Regions from separate parts of the Rattus norvegicus genome. Here region 1 is linked to region 2. Evidence: chromatin contacts called from public Hi-C data. All regions are on one chromosome and are shown on one strand. The core of a region is the stretch at or near the end of the contact, and the rest is flanking DNA. Distances in the headings are between cores, read along the strand shown. Region 1 has its middle 170 kb from the start of Enc1. Region 2 has its middle 15 kb from the start of Enc1.

Region 1 (2,700 bases), core at 157-2,656, 150 kb before region 2:
ACAACAACTAATCAGCACACTCATGTACTAGTCATTTCTGAAATGGGCATAACTTATCTGGTTAGTAGCAAAGGCAAAAACCGTGCCTCAGAGCAGGAAACCAATCTACCTGGGTACCAGGGATTATCTCCATTTGGTAGCTGTCAGAGGTAGGGATTATTAAAGTCTTAAGAGCATCCATTTGCTCATGTAATAGTGAGATTATTTTTTATCCTTACCCTGATTGCTCTAGTGGGCTGCTAGGATAGCCCCACTTCGATGTTGATGTACTGTAAGTGTTCATGAGTCAACTAATGCCCCAAAGTCATATAGTATGTAAACACAAAGAGGTTTTATTCTGCCGAAGTCCAACACGCTGGGTTCTCCCATTACTAAGATAGAGAGACAACCAAGTGAGCTCACCGGCCTGATTTAAAGCACATTAGGGGATTCCAGAGGTAGGTAAACTTTTTCTTACTCCCATCTCTAGAGAAATTCTATTACCAGGGTTTTGGGGCTGGAAACTGTTGCTGAGGAAGTCTGGAAACTGCTGCTGACCCATTGTCCTTGCCAGATGACAGGGCAGCTTCTAAAGTCTAGACTTGCCTGGACTTGCCCAGTTCTTGGAACTAGAGATTTAAGTCTAGTCTCCCGAAGCCTGTCATGGAGTCAGCCTAGCCTTCTCAGTATCTGTCTGCTAGGAAGGTTGACAGCTGATATGATAACCTTGACCAGAGTCACACCTTTCCCAGGGCCATCTGGCATCCAATGACTGATAGAATACACTGAGTGTTTAAAAAAAAATGCCCTCGTTCCTTTGCCTCAAGACGGACAAGCTCTGAAGATCAAAATCTGGGATCAGCAGAGTGCTCCAGGGAGAACGTCACTGCAACCTGATCCAGCACAGCACATCCGTTCCTCCCTCCACTTGTTCTGACTGTACCTTGGTCTTCAGCCCCCATCAGTGCTGTTCCCAAAAGCTTTCCCTAAATAAACTTCCTGTGCTCACAGTTCCCTTGCAGAGTTGAGTTTCTGGAGACTAAAAGTCTTATCTCAGAAGTTCCAGAGGATTGGAGGTGAGAAAGATAGTAGCAGGCTCAGACCATGCCGTGAAATAAGTACTCATTGATTTGTTGACTTGAACGAATGGATAATACCTTGTCTTGTTTGCAAGGCTTGACGGGTGACGCAGGGGTAGAGCACTTGCTTAGCATTTCCAAGTAAAGACTATGAAAGAAGAGAGACTTAGAAAACATCCATAACTATTCAAACTCTACGCCTAAATTATATTTGAGAACAAAATTAAAAAGAAAGTGGAAAGTGGGCAAAGTCATTTGTAATATTTCAACACCATTGCTTTTTATAGCCCCGAACTCATGCGTGGGTCGAGCTGCAAACTGTGCAAGAGGCAAGCTACGAAGCAAGAGCCACAGATTACTGACGACTCTTATTTCTGTCCTTATTTTAGATCACTGCTGTCACTCTGCAGATGAGCATGGCAAATATTTGAGATGGGAATGACAGGCAATTCTGTCAGCTTTTCTCTCTTGAAAACCTAAAAGCCTTGTTTGAGTTTGCACAACCACCCTCCCCACCCCCCTTAACCGTGAGCCTTGCCGCAGGCTTAATGGAGATGTAAAAACTCTTGCATCTCTAGGACCTCAGTAACACCAAGGGACCCAACACACAGTGTCCAGGATGCCCCGTTCATGGGCCTGCCTCCTAAGCTGCTTGCATTGGCACTCCAGCGAGCTGGCTTCTTGAAGCCTTACCTTCTCCGCCAGGTTGTTTCTCACTGTTGTGTTTTCTACTCTGATATGAAGAGGCTATTCAAAGAATCTACTCTCTGACCACTCCAGGCAATTTTGCTCGTTAAAAATGTACTGGCATAGGGGACTAGGGAGATGGTTCGGTTGGCTGCTAAGCATGCCTGAGGAACTGAGTTCAGATCTCCAGGAGGCGGCATAGGGCTGGCTGGCCGGCCAGCCTAGGTGACTAGAGAGCTTCAGGTTCAGCGAGGGACATTCATACTCTGCCCTCCAACATGTTACCATACGCATAAACACATACATACATTCAAATATATAAAAAAATATTTTATTGGTGTCTATTCATTTTACATATTACTAAGGTTTGGGGTGCATTGCTTTTTTTTGTTTGTTTTTGGTTTTTGGTTTTGCTTTTTGTGAGTTTGCAATCAGGTCGTAGCACCCATGTAGAGATCAAAGGACAACTTAACAGACAGGAGTCAGTTTCTCCTTCCATCCTATAGGTCCTGGAACAAACTCAGATGCAAAGACTTGGCAGTTGGGGCTGGAGAAATGAGTCAGTGGTTAAGAACACTGGCTGCCTTTCCAGAGGAACGGGGTTCGATTCCTAGCACCTGCATGGCAGCGTATGGCCATCCATCCGTAAGTCCAAATTCAGGGAACCTGACATTCTCTTCTTGCTTCTCGAAGACACCAGCATGCCCATGGTACATAGACAGACATCCAGGTAAAACACCCATATCCATAAAATAAAAATAAAAAAACGAAAAGAAAGACTCGGTGGCAAGTGTCTTTACCCTTTGAGCCATCCTGCTGGCTTTTTTTTTTCTTTATTTTAAAACGGATAGTTGTTTAGGTTAGTTACTTTCTTTCTAAAGATTTCACTGGCGTATGTGCCTTGTGCAATGGTACTGTGTTTCCTAAGGACATCATCTTACAAGTACATGCTGTA
Region 2 (2,700 bases), core at 136-2,635:
CGATATTATAATAAGAAGATATTGTCTGTAGATCGACTAGTAGACCTCGTCAACAGCATAGCTAATTTCCATTTTGAACGAGGGTGCTGGTTGACTCTCCTCTGTCTTTTGATTAGATAGACTCTCAGGAAACACCAGAAAAGGCTCTCACGCAGACTACCACCCACAAACACATACTCCCAAGCTTTCTTCTGCTCTTTCTCTACCCTTCAAATATATCAATTATTTCAAAATTCCTAAGTTCTCTCAAATTGGTTCCCTTCGCCAGAGTGGGTAATGGGCAGGATATTTAAAGCTTTCCATGCATCCGGGGCAGTCTCAGAAGGAGTAGATACTGTTCTTGGCACTTTATTTGGTCATGTCTACTAAGAGCCTGCACTCACCTTTGTGGTCACAGTATTAGCCCAGCTCCCGGGCATGGGAGGGGCAGGTCTCAGCTAGCCAGTCCACCTCCCAACACCCCCTCACGAGTAGTTGTAAAACAACTTAGGGGTAGAACAAGTGATCTGTTAACACAGCAGAGGATTGGTAAAAGACTTGCTGAAATTCCAACAGCCTCTCCCCAACCGCAGCCACCCATCTTTGCCCAGATAACGGTTATGGTTGCCAAGGAAACCGGACTAAAGAGCTAGACAGAAACTCTGTCTCCTTTGGTTTCTCAAGACTCACAAAGCAAGCCCGGCTGTGAGCAGAGCTGGACGTGGCTATGGTAGATTTATGGTAGATTTATCATTTACTTAGCAGAACTGCTTTTGAGTCAGTCACACCGCAGTGTGCGATCCTCCCCTCCTCTAAAAGTTAGGTCTTGAACCTAGAGTTTTCCAATGTCTGACAAATGGTAAGAGCTTTGAAATTCATTGTCTCTGATTAAATTCAAGTGTGGGACAGATGGCTAAGTCTGAGTACATGTCAGACAGGCGGAACACTTAAGATTTGCAACAGGCAGGACCAGGAATTAGCTGTTAACTGTTTGCATTTATTCATACGTTCATGTGCATCATGAATGCGGCTGTAGACGCTTTACTCAAAAACACTCCCAAACAAAGCAACTCTCTCCCTGTGCCAGGCCAGATGCCCTCCTTCAATTCCCTTCACTCAAGATCCTTTCTCCTCGTGCTATAGGAATTATGTGCACCTTTTATACCCAGGCATTCAGGGCAACAGCAGCAACCTTCTCAACCCCTTAGCTTGTCCAGAACCCACAACTTGATCCTCACCTCTTTTCTGGGAACCCGTCTATTGAGATATTTACTTATTTTAATGAACAAACATTTGTCTATAGAAAAGGGGGTAGAGACAAAAAGCAGCCTCAAGCAACTGCAGCTCATTCAGAGCTGTCACACACAGCAAGGGAACCGGGCCACCGCCACTGGCAGAAACTCAAAGGAAGTCAAGTGGGAAGGCTTCATTGTAGGGGAGGAGGGAGGAGAAGGCTGGGGTTGAATAGAGTCGGTCAGCTTTGGGAGACAGCAGGTGGGCCCACTAGATGCCAGCCAGCATCCTGCCGTGGTGATTGGTTGGAACATACATTTAGTTTTGTTTTTTTTGTTTGTTTTTTTTGTTGTGTGTGTGTGTGTGTGTGTGTGTGTGTGTGTGTGTGTGTGGCTTTTTTTTTTTTTTTTGAGGGATGAAAACTTTGGAACCTGTCAGTTATTAATCAAGAACTGGCCGTCCGAGGCTCTGTGTGTGTGTGTGTGTGTGTGTGTGTGTGTGTGTGTGTGTGTGTATGCAGAAAATTAGCATGGGTGTAATTCCTCATGAGCATTCATCCTTGTTTTTAAGATACATCTCTAACTAGCCTGGTGTTTGCCAAATCTGCTAGACTGGTGACCAGCAAGCCCCAGGGATCCTCGGGCCTCCAGCTCCCCACACCCCTCTTCTTGAGTCTCCATGCTTGCACAGCAAACACTTTACTAACTAAGCTATCTCTCCAGTCCCTTTTGAAGCTACTTTTTATGGGGGTATTTGGCTTTCTGGACCAGTTGCAAGACATTGTGATCTGAGTTCTTCCAAGACTGCTTAGAAATAGGCTAGCTTTCTGGTTGGTGACTCAGTTTGAGTCTTAAGTCGTTATCAACCTCCTAGGGGTCTGATTTTTCCTCTCCTCCCTTTCTCCCTCCCTCCCTCCCTTCCTCTGCCCCTCCCTTCCTCTCCCTCTCTCTGTGATGTTATCTTTGGGCATCCATTGTCAGGATTCTTTGAGACATGGCAAAGACACTTTGCACTTGCTTGTTTGCCCTCATGCCAGGCAGCCTCAAGAGCCACTGGTCTCCTCAATCATCTCCCCAAGTCCAGGCTTCTGGACACAACAGATCAAGCCAACCTTGAGCTCCCAGTCTTAGTCTCTTGTCTCTTGGTCATCTCCTTCCACATTTCTAGGCCTATAGGACATTCCAGAGAGCTTGCCTGGAAATCCAGGGTCCCTAGTCCTTTGGACGAGTTATGTAATCTCTTTAAACTGACTCCCTGTTGTACTGGATAGGGGGCAATCAGAGGCTGCTCTGGAGGGCAGCCGTGAGAAGGAATCACTCCTCAGCAGTGCTGTGCAGTCTTCACACTCACCTGCCAGGGCAAACGCTGGAGTTGACATCCATTCACATGCTCCTCCCAACCGTGTTATACAAGTATACATTACCAAGGACCTACTGTGTGCCTGGCACGAGCTTGGCGCTTTCCTTAAATTCATTACACTGCTCAGCT

Evidence for each region. A called contact is a pair of places that touch in the nucleus more often than the background predicts.
Region 1: a contact with region 2 is called in a Hi-C map of frontal cortex, with 2.6 times the contacts expected there. The contact joins two enhancer-like sites. A contact is called at or near these places in 2 of 12 Hi-C or Micro-C datasets (frontal cortex and hepatocytes).

What each region holds. Positions count from the first base shown.
Region 1 is chr2:30,449,062-30,451,761 of GRCr8, reverse strand. No RefSeq gene overlaps it. Among named protein-coding and RNA genes, the nearest start is that of Enc1, 170 kb to the right of the region's middle. Within about 2 kb of position 1,406, at least 8 of the 93 cell types and tissues checked have an H3K27ac peak or open chromatin away from gene starts, as enhancers often do.
Region 2 is chr2:30,299,351-30,302,050 of GRCr8, reverse strand. No RefSeq gene overlaps it. Among named protein-coding and RNA genes, the nearest start is that of Enc1, 15 kb to the right of the region's middle. Within about 2 kb of position 1,385, at least 9 of the 93 cell types and tissues checked have an H3K27ac peak or open chromatin away from gene starts, as enhancers often do.